Regions from separate parts of the Zea mays genome. Here region 1 is linked to region 2. Evidence: chromatin contacts called from public Hi-C data. All regions are on one chromosome and are shown on one strand. The core of a region is the stretch at or near the end of the contact, and the rest is flanking DNA. Distances in the headings are between cores, read along the strand shown.

The links. A called contact is a pair of places that touch in the nucleus more often than the background predicts.
Region 1: a Hi-C map of ear shows a contact between it and region 2, with 2.2 times the contacts expected there. The contact joins the promoter of LOC100191683 here to the promoter of LOC100275864 in region 2. A contact is called at or near these places in 2 of 25 Hi-C or Micro-C datasets (bundle sheath and ear).

What each region holds. Positions count from the first base shown.
Region 1 is chr7:9,702,600-9,706,229 of Zm-B73-REFERENCE-NAM-5.0, reverse strand. LOC100191683 reads left to right here and starts at 1,901. Exons shown (of 4, transcript NM_001137112.1): 1 at 1,901-2,341; 2 at 3,100-3,213. The coding sequence starts at 2,068.
Region 2 is chr7:8,858,519-8,861,925 of Zm-B73-REFERENCE-NAM-5.0, reverse strand. It overlaps LOC100275864, which reads right to left and starts at 1,503. Exons shown (of 1, transcript NM_001149833.1): 1 at 628-1,503. The coding sequence starts at 1,234. The coding sequence ends at 725.

The DNA.
Region 1 (3,630 bases), core at 652-3,151, 840 kb before region 2:
TAATTGAGCCCAACAGGGCCCAAATCCGAGCGACGACCAACGGCCGGCCGGCCATATCTGTGACTCCGGCACAGGGGAAGAAAACCGTCATGCATGTTTGTTTCCAATTATAATCTATTTAAATTATAAAATGTAACTTATTTTAAACTATCATATAATTTAAGATTATATAGTCTGAGTATATTATAATTATAAACAAACGGTCCTCAAAAGCTCACCAAATTAAGTTTGACGGAGTTTAAAAAACTACCATCGCTACATGTGGTTATCCTTCAGCGTTTTCCTATCCCTCACTTCGAAGGGCTTTTTTTCGAGCACCCGGATAAGGCTATCTCCAATAACTTTTCTATTTTATCTCCTATTTTAAACTAAACACTACCGTATCACGTCTATCTCGTCTCACTCTCCGTCCCCTAACCCATAGCACCCATGCCCGGTCTAGGTGGGGCATTGGCCCGGGCCATGTCGAGGCCTGCCCTAGGTATCCATGGTCGTACCCATGCATACACACATTTTTTTCACGAGGAAGAATATTGAATTGTTTGACCAATTTTTTTTATTTACTAGACTTTGCTATCATAAACTAATTACAAGTTGTAATGTGATAACAGACAATCCATATCAATCCATTCTCTAACACAGGGGATCGATATCGACCAATTGAACTGATCACTCTACCTTAGCCACGACATCAGACCCAACTAAGCAGAGCTGTACATATTTCTAACAACCATATACTCCCTCTGTTTCAAAATATAATTTATTTGACCTTTTGAACCCTAATTTTGACCATTCGTCTTATTCAAAAAAATCATAAAAAATAAAAAAATTAAATCATATGTAAAATATTTTTGATAATAAACAAAACTTGTAATAAAAAAGTCAATACACTGCCTTCATTCTAGACTATTTGTCACCTGCTAGTTTAGTTTTGAACTAAAACACGACAAATAAAAAACAATGGAGGGAGTAACAAATTCGTACGGAAGCATTATATAATACACGTCTAGCAGCCCGCTATCCAGTGTCTAGTCTTCAACCAATTCTACTCCCACGCAGCTTGCTATCTTGGTACTCTATCCGTCCTAGAATATAAGGTGTCCCAGAATATAAGGTATAACTAATTTTTATTCTAATCCCTCAATATAAGTCAGGTGCTCTCTATATATACGCTCTCTATATATACGTATAGGTTAGTGGTATATAGAAGAATAAATATATATATATATATATATATATATATTGCCTTATTGGTATTTGAACCAACTCAGAGTTAGGTGTTGTTTGGTTCAAAAAATGTAACGCAAATGGTAATGATAATGGTTTACGCTCGATTACAGGTGGTAACAAGTTTGAATAGGCTAGTATCAATTTTTAGTGTGGTATCTGATTACGGTTGGACTAAAACAAACATGATTTAACGTTATCAGTTATCCATTACGTTACAAATATGTGAACCAAACGGCACCTTGGTTAGATGGAACGGATGGAGTAGGAATAAGCGAATAGGCGTCCGTGCCTGACCTGGACCAGTCGACCGGGCAGGCGGGCACACGCCAAGCCCAAAGGTTCCAGCCTGGTGACGTAGGCCCAGGATAACCTGAGTGGAGGCCCCGCATGCCAGATGACCCGGCCTTACAAGTCCACGCGACCGCGACTCTTGCACATGCGTCCATTCGAACCATCAACCATTCTCACGCGCATTGACCTGAACGCTTCCAAATAACATGTGGGTACCACGGATCCGGACCCATCAGTCAGTCCGGTGGTGCAAACGTCTTTAGTAACTACAACACGACGTCTTCATCTCCGCAGAGGCCACCAATTCCATCCCAGCCCCAGCATCATATCTATTCATCTTGCTCTCCTCTGTCCAAAAAGGAGGCGCCGCGCTCCTCTTCTTCTACGCCGTTCACTCTCTCTAGTCTCTCCCTTCCCTTCTCCACGCCTCCGCCCCCACTCGTGAGACCCTACCTAGCCCTAGCGCCAGCACCACCCGCCCAACCTCCCGGAGAGAGAGAGGAGGAGGCCTTCGCCGCCGCCGTTACCGTCGGCCGAGGCGCCAGAATGTTCGGGTACCAGAAGGGCCTCGACGTCGAGGCGGGGACATCGGGCGCCGCCGCCACGGGCGGCGCGCGCCAGCTCTACCCGGGGATGCAGGAGAGCCCCGAGCTGCGCTGGGCGCTCATCCGCAAGATCTACGTCATTCTCTCCCTCCAGCTGCTCCTCACCGCCGTCGTCGCCGCAGTCGTCGTCAAGGTCCGCGCCATCCCGCACTTCTTCACCACCACCAGCGCCGGCCTCGGCCTCTACATCTTCCTCATCATCCTCCCCTTTATCGGTGAGTCCGCAGCCGCCCTCAACCATCCATCTCCCTCTCTGGCTTTAGTTGTTACTCCGAGGATTCTCTCTCTCTCGTTCGGATCGGTGGGGGGAAGCACTAGAGTAGGGGTTCGAACGAAGGGTGTTCATGCGAACACTTCGCTTCTCTTCCGCAAAATGCCGACTGCCGGGTGCTTGTCGATCGCTGTTAACAATTTGGATGTGGATTGCGGTTGCGATATTTGAATCGCAGCATTCGGTGTGGTTAGAGTTCGATCAACTGGTAACTCCTGAATTATTTTTTTGGGGGTTCTCTTTTTCCGATCGGGTGCACGGGGAGGCAGTTGGGGTTGGAGAATCGAGACGGTATTTCTGTAATTCTGTCGAATATATTCTGTGCATTGCTTCAAGGTTGCAGTTAGAATCAGATTCTGATGCCCGTGTCCTAATACTGCGAAGCCTGCTAGTCCTGGCAGCGAAATTCTGCGAGGTGTTGTTGGCCGATTAGGTAAAGTTTGGAGGGCCTCTGTCAATGTGAAACTGGAGGAGCCTTGCGTGATCTCATCCGTGCACGTTTAGGTACCGTGGCGTTGTGGCAAGAGTGTTTTTCGGTGGGTGGGTTGTCAACCGTGTTTTTTTTTTGTGTTTAGCAGAAGGGCCCTTCCCCCCACCCCCACCTGTCCTAATTGCGTGTTATTTGGATTGAACTGGGTGTCTAATTACTTGGATTGATGATTCAAGGCTGAACATGGCCGTTCAATTTTCTTCGGTGTGCAGTGCTGTGCCCGCTGTACTTCTACCACGAGAAGCACCCAGTCAACCTGATCCTGCTCGGCCTCTTCACCGTTGCCATCAGCTTTGCTGTGGGCATGACATGTGCCTTCACCAGTGGTAACCATCTTTGTCTTTGTGGCTTCATTGTTCAGTTGTTTTGGCTACCATCTCCCATGGCTGCTTTGTGTGCCTGCTTGTCTAAATCGGCAGCATCAGTTTAAAATGCCATGCCATGGTTACACAGAAATTTCTGGGAACTTGCCCTGGCAGCCTATGTGATGTGCACAGCCAAATTTGTAGGTGTTTGATGGTTATGTGTTATGCTTGTCTCAATTGCTTTATTCACTGGCTTGCCTAAATTAGCAATATCACGTCAGGCGCAGATTGTTCTGGCAATGTGGAATTCACTTTTGGGTTGTGCAATGCAACTGGCGTGTAGTATGCCATAGCAGGATGCTTTTGGGGAGAGTTTTTTTTTTTTGGGGGGGGGGGGGGGGGGGTGGTAAAGATTATAGAGAAAACTCAAGTAGCATG
Region 2 (3,407 bases), core at 254-2,753:
AGCAAGCTGGGGGGCATCTTTGGAAAGCAAAAGATATGTGATAAAAAGGCAAGTAGATATGAACTAGGATAATAAAGTTGACAAGGAAATGTAGACCAATATACGATGCTCAAACATTTTGATTGGATGCGCTCTCCATGGCATCCCCCACCCCCCTGAGGATGCAATTATTGTATGGAGCCTAAAAGAATATTTGTTTTTTCTGTTATGGTGCGTGCAAAACAAACTCTACTCCTAGATGTGTTCTTCGGGTGGGATTGGTGATTGACTGACAGGCATTATTACAAAAGAGAAATTGACGAGAATATAGATAAATACACATCAAGATTGTGACCTAAGTGCCCAGGCTTGAGACACAGACAACGGGATGATAACAAAAAACAAAATTTGATTGACCTCCAAATCACAACACAATCATGTCCATCCATTCAGCACGGCAGGTGATGATGTACATGCATGGTTCACAAACAGATGAACTGCTTGCCAAAGGTGTTGTATTGAAGCTGGGTGGAAGAAACTCCTGACCAAGTGCACACGCTCAGAGAATTAGCAGCAAGGGCGGATCCACAGGCATTATTATTATTACTACTACTCTAAGTGCATCGTTTATCATCATCTCGCGCGTCATATAAATAAATATTTGGTATTAGTATAGTAGTAGGAATAGAAACAGGCGAATCAGCAAAGCAGTGGAGATGAGTCATGGACGGGACATGTAGATATACTATACAAGCACGAGGACGCGCTCCGTGCCACCGAGGACAGCGGCCGCGTCGTCGGGGCCGGCGCCCTTGGGGACAGTGACGACGAGCTCGCCCTGGGAGTAGGTGGCCGTGGCCATGGCAGGGCGCGTGCAGGGCGGGAGGCGGAAGCGCCAGCGGTCGAGCTCGAAAGCGGCGGCCCCATCGTCGTCGACCCCGCCGCCGCCGTCGGCGGGGGAGAGGCCCCGGACGACGACCTTGGTGACCCCCGGGTGGATCTCGACGGCGTGAGCGCGGGCGCCATCGGGGGAGACCCCGTCGACGGCCGCGGCGACGAACCGCAGCGCCGCCGCGTCCTCCTCGACGGACACGTCCGCGTCGGCCGCGAAGGGGAGCTCCAGCACCTTGGCGAAGATGTGCGGCAGGCGGCGCAGCTTCTTCCCGCCGAGTGCGCCCGCCGCCGCCGCCGCCGCCGCCGTGGCGCAGCGCTGCACGGCGATGGTGCGCTTCCGCGGAGCCGGGTGGACCCTCATGGCGAGGTTCCTTGCCGCGTCGTGGGGGTACTCGGGGCTCAAGAGGGAGACGGCCAAACGCTAGCGACGGACGCGCGCGCGCGGTGGAGAGGGCCGGGCCGGGCGGATCGAAGGGGCGCCTCGGAACTCGTGCACGTGGAGGGATGCGGCCTGCGGAGGTCCGTCCGTGCTCGTCTGGTTCTGGGCGTCTGGCCCTTGCGCTGTGTTGGGGAATTGGGGCAGGGGAGGGAGAAGACGACCGGAGGGAAGAAAAAGAATTGGAAGCGCTCTGTTGTGCGGGAAACCGTGGGGCCTCTAGATAGGGATTAGGATTCAGGGCGTTTTTCACCCGTCTCCTATAAAATAGCATTACTGTTAGATATTAATCAGAAAAATAAATGTGAACTAATTTTAAAACATACCATCTCCGTTCATAAATATGACACCGTTTATTTTTATCAAAAAAACTTTAATCACTCCTCTTATTCAAAATATTTATTTAAAAATGTAAAATTTTAAGTTAAACACAAATCTACGACAAAACAAATCACAAAAAATAATTATTAACTCATTAATTTTTCAAAAAGTCAAAGTTTTTTTTAAAAAAAACAACGGTGTCATATTTATGAACGCAAGGGAGTATCATATAATTATATAAACAATGATTAATTAGTGAGATAAATCTGTTAACCACAAGCAGCTTCTTATTACCTTATATTTACCGCAATGGCGACTTAAATGGAATTAATAGATTCGTCTCGTCAATTAGTTACTGTTTATGCAATTGATTTTAAAATTAGTTTTCATTCGGTTCTTCTAGTATCTACTCGTGATAAACTAAGAAGGTTGTTCGTTTCGGATGAAAGCTTGAATTGCTGTAATTGTAATTCATAGTAAAAAATATTGTAGAAGCATTAGAAGTCAGTACGGATTAACAATCTGAAGATTAGATCCACACGGTCTTTTAGAAGTTGATAAAACGAGATTAGGATCAGGATGATGCTTATAACAATGTTATTTTTAATCTATTTCCATCAGATCCTCTATTTCATTCCCTATCTTATCCACTAATTCAAACTTTTCTCTATAAACAGTATCCACCGTTCCGCATCCCATATTTTCACACTCTACTGACGAGAGTCTAACCTCTACTAGTGGAATGGAAGCATATCGTGTGCACCTGTGACTTGGACCTTGCAAACATAGAGCCAGAATTACGATATATGGGAAAGCCGAGCAATTTATCAATACTATAATAATATAAAAATATAACATGATATATGCACATACGTACACAAGTTTGCATATTACATTCAAGTATTTATATTATTAGGTGGTTTTCATGATAGACTTTAATTTGTGCAAAAAAAATTAGATAAATCCAATCCACCCCCTATGCATCTTAATCCTTTCACCGTTGTTTTTTAGATGAAATTTATGCAAGAAAATTTTAGAAAAATCCAATTCACCGCTCTAATGTGCATCTTAATCCTTTCACTACTGTTTTTCTAGATTAAATTAAGCATAAAAATACCTAATTTTTTTAACAATAGCAACCATATCCTGAGCTTTTCTAATAAATACAATAAAATGCTTGTAACAGTAAAATAGAATTCGCCACCTGTCACCGTCAGGACTTGCATGGCAGCCTTATCATACAGATAATGAGACAAGTACCATTTGTACAATTACAATCTGTAATCAGTTCATAGTTGTTCATGATTAGGTCCTAAGATGCTTGTGAATGGTGACGGCCAAGAAAAAAATGCTCTTGCAAGGAAAAAAAAGGAAGGGGATATGGCCGGAAAGCCTGGATCTGAGATCAGAAATCGGATCGGGATACAAATCTCCAGCCTTTTTATCAGAAAAAGAAAACGTTGCAGTTCAGAGTTGACCCATAATTGCAATGGAAACAGAAGCCAGTCAGGATCATTCATGTGGCATAATAATCTAAAAGTGCTGATTAGACGAGCACTTAAACTATGGAAACATTGGCTGGAATGCTGACACGACGCATATGCCTACATGGAACCGATTGTGATATAAAATCAAGATGTGATGGGGGTGCACTGGTCCAAGAACATGATGTGGAGATGATGTTGATTTAAGCCTGAATGCATTGCAAATTGAGATGATGTCTACTGTAACCAAGTGGCATCGTTTTACATTCTGACGAGCATCGCAGGCAGAATAT